Linked DNA regions of Mus musculus: regions 2 and 3 are each linked to region 1. Evidence: chromatin contacts called from public promoter capture Hi-C data. All regions are on one chromosome and are shown on one strand. The core of a region is the stretch at or near the end of the contact, and the rest is flanking DNA. Distances in the headings are between cores, read along the strand shown. Region 1 holds the start of Epor (erythropoietin receptor). Region 2 holds the start of Zfp599 (zinc finger protein 599). Region 3 holds the start of Smarca4 (SWI/SNF related, matrix associated, actin dependent regulator of chromatin, subfamily a, member 4).

Evidence for each region. Promoter capture Hi-C pulls out the DNA fragments that hold promoters and counts their contacts.
Region 2: a promoter capture Hi-C map of pre-B cells shows a contact between it and region 1. The contact joins the promoter of Zfp599 here to the promoter of Epor in region 1. A contact is called at or near these places in 11 of 39 promoter capture datasets (the C10 cell line, the HPC-7 cell line, cranial neural crest and 8 more), 2 of 115 datasets of contacts at active chromatin or transcription factors (embryonic stem cells and extraembryonic endoderm stem cells) and 2 of 9 other capture datasets (adipose tissue and liver).
Region 3: a contact with region 1 is called in a promoter capture Hi-C map of stem cell-derived epiblast-like cells, with 5 times the contacts expected there. The contact joins the promoter of Smarca4 here to the promoter of Epor in region 1. A contact is called at or near these places in 15 of 39 promoter capture datasets (the 3T3-L1 cell line, the HPC-7 cell line, the SN4741 cell line and 7 more), 10 of 484 Hi-C or Micro-C datasets (the HL-1 cell line, adipose-derived mesenchymal stem cells, cerebellum and 2 more), 7 of 115 datasets of contacts at active chromatin or transcription factors (the SCID.adh cell line, embryonic stem cells and epiblast stem cells) and 3 of 9 other capture datasets (adipose tissue, embryonic stem cells and pancreatic islet).

Annotation. Positions count from the first base shown.
Region 1 is chr9:21,962,160-21,964,859 of GRCm38.p6, forward strand. Epor (erythropoietin receptor) reads right to left here and starts at 1,417. Exons shown (of 8, transcript NM_010149.3): 1 at 1,158-1,417; 2 at 45-177. The coding sequence starts at 1,272.
Region 2 is chr9:22,258,536-22,261,235 of GRCm38.p6, forward strand. Zfp599 (zinc finger protein 599) reads right to left here and starts at 1,360. Exons shown (of 5, transcript NM_181419.3): 1 at 1,222-1,360. The coding sequence starts at 1,224. It overlaps Gm39307 (predicted gene, 39307), which reads left to right and starts at 1,567. Exons shown (of 2, transcript NR_166680.1): 1 at 1,567-1,889.
Region 3 is chr9:21,614,848-21,617,547 of GRCm38.p6, forward strand. Smarca4 (SWI/SNF related, matrix associated, actin dependent regulator of chromatin, subfamily a, member 4) reads left to right here and starts at 1,322. Exons shown (of 34, transcript NM_001174078.1): 1 at 1,322-1,553.

The sequences.
Region 1 (2,700 bases), core at 167-2,666:
GCTCTACCCACCCCTCCTAAGGCCACCCAGTCCTGAGGACTCACTCGAGCTGGTATGAGAAGCTGTAGTTGAAGTCCATCCCGGAGCTCGCCGCTTCCTCCCAGAAACACACCAAGTCTTCCAAGCGTTGGGTGAAGCACAGAAGTTCTTCGGAGCCCCGGGATGCCAGCAGGGCCGCTAGAAAAGGGGATAGCCATGGCGGGGGGAGGGGGAGATCAGGGAAGCCCAGGTCTGCCTTCCACGGTGCCCTTACCCTCCCTCTTGTCGCCTGTGCAGATCCGATAATTTTAGTGCCCCGCCCTCTTCTCCAAAAGGGCCTTCGAGGGGTCTTGCAAAAGTGGCGCCTCAGAACTCCCAAGAGTAGCGACCCCGCCTGCCTTGTTCTACTCCTCCGTGCGCACGCCCACTCACCCTGCAAGTTGAGCGCTGTTCGCCCCGCCCTAGCGGGTGTGTGTGAGCGCAGAGAACTCGGCCTCCTATCGGTTCCCGCAGGCACCCGGCTGTCCCCCGATAGCGCCAACCGTGTCCCCCGCCCCCTTCCTCCTCCTAGCAAGCCGTCCAAAGGACCTAGCACCATCCGCCCGCCAAACTGAGTTTACAGTCTGCAGCGGGTCTGTTTCACAGTCTCTGGGAGCTCGATCCCCTCCCCCAGGAGAGCGGACCTAGCACTACCTTACCCTTGCCATTTCTACCATATCCCAGACTCCCTCAAAACACGAAACAGAGCCGAATGTGTTGGCTCTTGCAGGTCATCCCAGCAACTGGAGGTGGAGGCAGGAGAATCAGGAATTCAAGCTCAACCTCAATTACATAATGAGTCTGAGGGCAGCTTTGGCTACACAGACGCCGCCTCAAAACCAGAAACAGTACAGGCGAGTGACACATGCCTTTCATCCTAGCAATTCCAGGACATCCTGGAATGTCTAGCGAGATCCTGCTTCAAACAAACAAACAAACAAACAAACAAACAAACAAACCAACCAATCTTAAGCCTCTGCCCTGAGCATCACTCCAGGGCGAGGAGACTCTGAGATGCCTCATCGAGTTCAGACACCAGTTTGGCCCCTAGGACCCCATCTGGAGGTTCAGGGGACATTTAGCCCCTGGGACTCGGGCTGGGAATTCAGACCACAGCATTGCCCATGTACAGTTCTTACCTTTGCTCTCAAACTTGGGGTCCGGGAGGCTGGGTGAAGGTGCCCAGGCTGCCCCAGCAAGTAGGAGACAGAGGGGGCCTACCCGAGGCCAGAGGGGCACCCTGAGTTTGTCCATGATGCAGCCCTAGCTTCAGGAAGCTCAGGGCTCCAGCGCCCCTGTTTCGTCCCCCCCACCTCTCCTTCCCTTTCCTCTTTCCCCTTTCCCCTAGTCCACAGCTGGGTCAGCAGCAGCTGCCGGACACAGCTGACCAGGAGCTTCTAAGTGGCAGCTCCTTCCAGGGGGCGGGGCCAGCTTGCAGGCTGGGGACAGATAAGCTACAGCCACCAAGGGAACAGGGGCCTTCTTGGGCACAGCCACTGCCTAAACCAGTGTAGGGGGTGGGGCAGACAGCAGAGTTTTGTTTCGGGTGGCTTTGCTAATGTGGTCACGGACAAGTGACTTATGTTGTTTCACCGTCTAGGTCTAGTCCGGGCATCTGTGAATCCAGCCTGCTGTGCAGCCGGCAGGCCACAGATGGAAGAGAGGCTCTCGCTCCAGCCAGTATCTCTTCCCCAGCTCAGTTCAAAATAAGAATCCTAAAGACAACTAGCAACTGGGTGTGTGAGTGGAATCAGGCTGTGTAGCGTGACAGACACGTGCTATGGTGTTTTCTGTTTATGAATTACACGGATTTGGGAATATGAAATATTTACTATTTTTAAAATTACATTTGTGTGTGTGTGCATGTGTGTGCATGCACAAATGCAGCAGGATGCTTGTGGACAGCACAGAACAACTTGGGGAGTCAGCTCTCTCCTGCCTTGTGCTCCTGGTATTAAGCTGAGGTCTTCAGTATTGGCAGAAAAATCTTTGACCAGCTGAGCCAGCTCACCTGAGCCATCCGTCTCACCAGCCCTGATTGTTTTGGAGACAGTGTATCCCAAGCTGACATCAAGCTCCCTGAATAACTAAGGATGATGTTAGACTCCTGGTCCTCCTGCTTTCACTTCCTGGGTGTTGGGATGACAGGCATGCACCACCTATGTGGTGCTGGGACTGGAACCCAGAGCTTCACCTTACTGAGCAAGGGCTCTGCCAACTCTACAGCTCCAGTATTGCTTGCTTTCTTCCATGCAGGATGTCACTAAATAGCCCAGGCCGTCTTGGAACTGTGGCAATCCTCCTGACCCAAGCTTCTGAGTGCTCAGATCACAGACCTGTGCTTTCTTTCTTTTCTTTTTTTTTTTAAGACTTATTTATTTATTATATGTAAGTACACTGTAGCTGTCTTCAGACGCACCAGAAGAGGGCATCAGATCTCTGTTACAGGTGGTTGTAAGCTACCATGTGGTTGCTGGGATTTGAACTTCGGACCTTTGGAAGAGCAGTCGGGTGCTCTTACCCCTGAGCCATCTCACCAGCCCCAGACCTGTGCTTTCTATACTTAAAAATAAAAAAAACAAAGTTGAATGGCGGGTAGTGGTACAGCACTTGCCTAGCAGGTGGAAAACCCTGGGTTTATCCCCAGAACCCCCCAAATACAGAGATAGGTGGATGCATACA
Region 2 (2,700 bases), core at 110-2,609, 300 kb after region 1:
CAGATCTCAAAAGAAGAAGAGAGCCTGTAACCACCTCCATGACCTAAAATCTTCACCCGTATGTGGGAAGGGCTGGAAAAATGGAACTATTCACAGACACCACTTGGGTGCTCTCTTCAATGGCTGTTGACAGCTTGAAGTCTAACAGAGTCACGCCAGATATTGAATGTATCAGATAGCAGGACTCCTAAACTCTAAACAAAACTATAAAAATTGTGTGTGAGCCGGGCGTGCTGGCGCTCGCCTTCAATCCCAGCACTCGGGAGGCAGAGACAGGCGGATTTCTGAGTTCGAGGCCAGCCTGGTCTACAAAGTGAGTTCCAGGACAGCCAGGGCTACACAGAGAAATCCTGACTCAAAAAAAAAAAAAAAAAAAAAAAAAAAAAGTACTCTGTTCTTAGTATGAAAATTAGTGCAAACATTTTATAAATTTATAGTCCAGTTCCTTAAAGCCGTAAACATAGAACTACCAAAGGACCCAGCAATCACTACCGCCGCGATGTATCTAAAGGAACAGAAATCTGAAAGTTAGAAAATGGCCTCAAGGATGAAGATCAGACAGAGGACCAAGGTCATTCCCAGCTACATAAGAACCTGTCTCAACGAAAGTAAAACAGCACTCCTTTAATCCCAGCCCTGGAGTGGCAGAAGCTGGGAGATTTCTATGAGTTTAAGGCTAGCACAGTCTACATAATGAGTTCTAGGCTAACCAGGGCAACACAATGAGACCCAGCTGCCAAAAGAGTAAAAGGCTTCACATCCATGTTCACGGTGACACAGTTCAATCCCAACGCCGACACAGAAAATGGAAGTGCTTCCTAGGGGTGGGTTCCGAGTTCATGCCACAGATAGATGGGGTTCCAGGATCCTGGGAAACGGAATAGAGCCCGAGGTCCCAGGGACAGGATCGTCTAGGCACCAGACTTAACACCCCAAACTCCAGATACAGCGTCTCAGGAATTGAACTGCGGGGACCATGGGGACAGAGATGTGTGGCCAAGGGGCAGAGACAACAGAGAGCCGATCGACTGGGTCCAGGTTACCGTTTCCCGTGCAGGCCCGCAAGTCCCAGGCTCCGGGCCAGAGCTGCGGCAAGCGCTGCAGCAGGGCTCGGGTCCCTGCAGGGACCAGGGACGGGACAGGATTCCTGGAGCCCGCTCAGCCCCAACCCCGCAGCCCGGGGACAAAGGGGCTCGGCTTCTGGACCTGCCACAGACTCACCATCTCAGGATTCCGGGACACCCAGAGCTCTCACTGTGGTTCTCAGTGGGGAAATGTGACACGCGGCGGCAGGCAGAACCTCTCCGGACTTCTGGGCGAGCGCGGAACACCTGGACAGGATCCAACACGGAGAACATGTGGGACAGTGGGGCAGGAGGTAGTCAGAGCCCAGGACTACAGAAGACTGAGGCCCGCCCCTACTCTCTGTCTGTGTGTCTGATTGGACATTTGTCGTTACGGTTTTCAGAGACAGAGCTTCCTGTCTCACCTTCTCAACCTTAAATGTCACCAACCATTGGTGAATTTAAAAAGATTGACAAGTTCTTGGCTGTATTGTAAGGCAGGGCTTCCTATAGGAAAACCAGCGCCAACCTCTACTTAAGGTTATATCATCTAATGTGTATTTATAAAGAGAAATAGTAGCATTACTTTTTTTTTTTTTTTAAATCTCTCTATGTAGTCCTGCTCTGGAACTTGCTATGTAGACTAGGCTGGCTGTGAACTCACATAGATCTATCTACCTGTCTCTGCATTCCCTGTGATGGGATAAAAAGTGTATGCCTCTATTATTTCCACAACTGGAGAAGACCACCGACCAGATCATCAGGGCCAAATTAATTAAAGCAAGCTTTTAAAAATTCCTGCCCACGGGATGTCTCTCCCCAAAGGTAGGTTTCAAGAGTTCAGCATTTGGACATGGGTAAGATTAGGGCTTTTATAATTCAGAAGCAGGGAGTTTACAAATGGAGGATTTGACAGGCAGATAGTTGGAGTTACAGAAGCAGAACATAAATGTAACAAGTTGGTCACAGTAACTTTTAAAACAAAAGCATGGTTGACTTTCCCCGGAGCAGGCAGTACAGAACCATTTGTACTTAGGTACAGTCGGGATGTAGTCCAATCCTTGAGCAGATTTATGCATAAATAGGAATGAACCTAATTTGTCTTTATTATAAGATGGCTTGCAAACCTAAGCTGGAGGCAGACTGGCTGTGACTGTCTTTGTAGAAGTCATCTTTATGATTATAAAAGTATGTGTTCATGTAGTATGAAATAAACTCAGATAAAATTTAAGCATATAAAGCATTGTTCAATACTATAAATGGTCAAATGTTAAGTGTTTTATGTCTTAATAATTCTTGGTTAATAGACTATAAGTGAACAAATTTATTTTTTTAGATTATAAATGATGTGACATTTCCCCCCAGTTCTACAAACTCCATTATCAAATGTGCTAATAGAAGGTTGAGAGAGAGAGACAGAGACAGAGACAGAGAGACAGAGAGGGAGGGAGAGAGAGAGAGAGAGAGAGAGAGAGAGAGAGAGAGAGAGAGAGAGAGAATTTTCTGCCCAGCTAGTTACATTTCTGCACTTGCTGGTTTAACATCACAGTCTTGTGTGGAATGTGCCTACGTCTGAAACAAACATGAATAAGATAAAGAGAATGCAGCCAGGCGTGGTGGTGAATGCCTTTAAGCC
Region 3 (2,700 bases), core at 72-2,571, 350 kb before region 1:
TTGGTATCTTGGGTCTGTAACCCTAGCGTTTAAGAGGCAGTAGCAGGCCAGTGATTTAATGGCCTGAAACATTCTTTTTTGTTCTTTGTGGCAGAAAACACCCTTTTGTTTGTTTACTTAGAGAAGGTCTCACTTTGTATCCATGGCTGCCCTGGAACCTCACTATGTAAAAGACCAAGCTGGATTGGTACATGCATGCAGCACTCAGGAAGGAAGATGTCTGAGTTCGAGGCCAGCTTAGTCTAGAGCAAGTGCCAGGACAGCCACGGCTACACAAAGAAAACCCGTCTTAAAAAACTAAAGACAGCCGGGCGTGGTGGCGCACGCCTTTAATCCCAGCACTCGGGAGGCAGAGGCAGGCGGATTTCTTGAGTTCGAGGCCAGTCTGGTCTACAGAGTGAGTTCCAGGACAGCCAGGGCTACACAGAGAAACCCTGTCTCGAAAAACCAAAAAAATAAAAACAAACAAACAAACAAACAAACAAACCATAAAGACACACAACAAAAACAAGTAACACCTTGGTAACAAACTCAAGAGATCCACCTGCCTCTGCCTCCCGAACACTACCAAATATTTTAAAAACTCAACCAGAGGCATGAATCTACAGATTTGGACAGAGTTCTATGCTCCAAGGCTAATGGCTTTCTTGGAAATCAGAAGTTAAATTGTGAATATGGCTGTTTCTACCTCACACTCTGTATTTTACTTATTCATTCGGTTGCCTCCCCACAGACTGTAATAGAGGGCAGCAAGTAGCCGATAGCAGCTCAATAAATATTTGTAAAGCTAATTACTGGGCCTCAGCAGGTTCTGCAGGAAATGTGGCCAGGGCAGAGTCTTGCAGAGCAGGCAGGGCAGCGCCAGAACCAGGATCAAAGCGTTTCCCGGGCCTGCACTTAGCACCGCGTGGGCTCTGCCGGTCCTGGGATAGCTTGGCCATCTCTCCGCTTCTCTTTCCTCCCTGGGTGCTCCAACTGCTCCGAGCCTGAGGACTTTAATTTCATCCTTACTATCTCCCATCTGGACCACCCACCCCCTCCCCCAACCTTTAAGCGTCGCCGCAGTGCTACCCCCACTGCGCATGCCTCCCGGCTTGAGGCCCAGTTTCGTGCCTGGGAGGTAGATGTGCGCTTGCGCAGAGCCGCCCCGAGCCCCCCACAGGGGCGGTGCACCAGGATCTTGTGCAGCCTCTGGGCCCGCCCACCTCCTCGCGCCCTCAAAGGACTAGTACGCGTGCGCACAGCGAATGGCTGAGCATGCGCGCAGAGAGCGGAAGGGTGGGCTGGCGCGCGCACGAGGCCGGCCGGGCAGCGGAAGCAGGGCAAGTGGAGCGGGTAGACAGGGAGGCGGGGGCGCGCGGCGGGCGCGTGCGGTGGGGGGGGGTGGCCTGGCGAAGCCCAGCGGGCGCGCGCGCGAGGCTTTCCCACTCGCTTGGCAGCGGCGGAGACGGCTTCTTTGTTTCCTGAGGAGAAGCGAGACGCCCACTCTGTCCCCGACCCCTCGTGGAGGGTTGGGGGCGGCGCCAGGAAGGTTACGGCGCCGTTACCTCCAGGTAAGGAATGGAGGCTCCCGGGCGGAACCAGGCTCCCGGGGCTTGGGCAAGACGGTTTGAATGAAGCGGAGGCGCCGGGAGGGGGAGGGGGCAGCTGGGCGACCAAAGCGGGGTCGCGGTACGGCGGCGCCTGAGGGTCAAGAAGCCCTGCGCGCGCGTCTCAGGCCGCAGTGCAGCGAGACCGCGGCGGCTTCCTGACTGTGGCCGGCGAGGCGGGTGGCTCTGGGCCGCGTGAAGGCCGCGCGCGCGTTCTCGTAGGGTCTTGGACAAAGCTTCTTCCCTTTGGCGTTTCAGAGATCCAGATCCCCCACTTTAATTTCTGTGGACCCCAACTTTGAACAGTGGCTAGGTGTCGTGGGCTTTTCTGGCCTCGTTTGTAACGGGTGGGATCCCAATGCCCTGTGGTCGGGCGTCGGGAGCAACATTTTTACCTCAGTTATTGATGCCCAGTGTAGCTTGGACACAGTCATGAGCCCTCTTCGGTCTCCAGACCTTACTTTCTTCATGTTTATTATTTTTTTTTTTGATAAATTTCATTATTGCAGATTTTGAAGGAAAAATAAAGAATTTCTTCCATGGCTTCAAAATGTTTGCCTAAAAAGTGAAAGATGCCTGGGGACGTTTGCTCTCGGCGGCATTGTTTTTCTTTTGAGTCCCTTGGCCCTTCCCAGTTTTTAAGATAGGGTTTTTTATTTTAAAACACCGAAGGCAAGTGTTTTGTGCGGGTCCGAAGACATCTACTTGATCCCTTTTACCTCCAGTGACTCCTCAGGAACTAGAAACAAGTTTTTGTTTGAACTGACAGACAGCCTTTGAGTTTGATGCCCAGCGCCGGCTGCTGTCAGCTTGCTGTGTGGCCTTAGGCGAAATCGCTAATCTCGCCAAACCTCTTGGTTTCCTCCTTTGTACAAGGGAATTACTTTCGCTGTTAGGATTGGGAAGAACTAGGCAAATCGTTCCTACATCATCATTATTCTGATTTTGAAGACAGACTCTTATAACCTAGGCTGACATCCAGCTCCTCATGTAGACCAGGCTGGCTTCATCCTCACTTTGCTGCCTCCACCTCCCAAGTGCTGGGATGATGTTCAGCCAGGCTTCCTGCCCTGTTCTTTGTTCTTGACTGGTCCAGCAGATAGTTGAATCT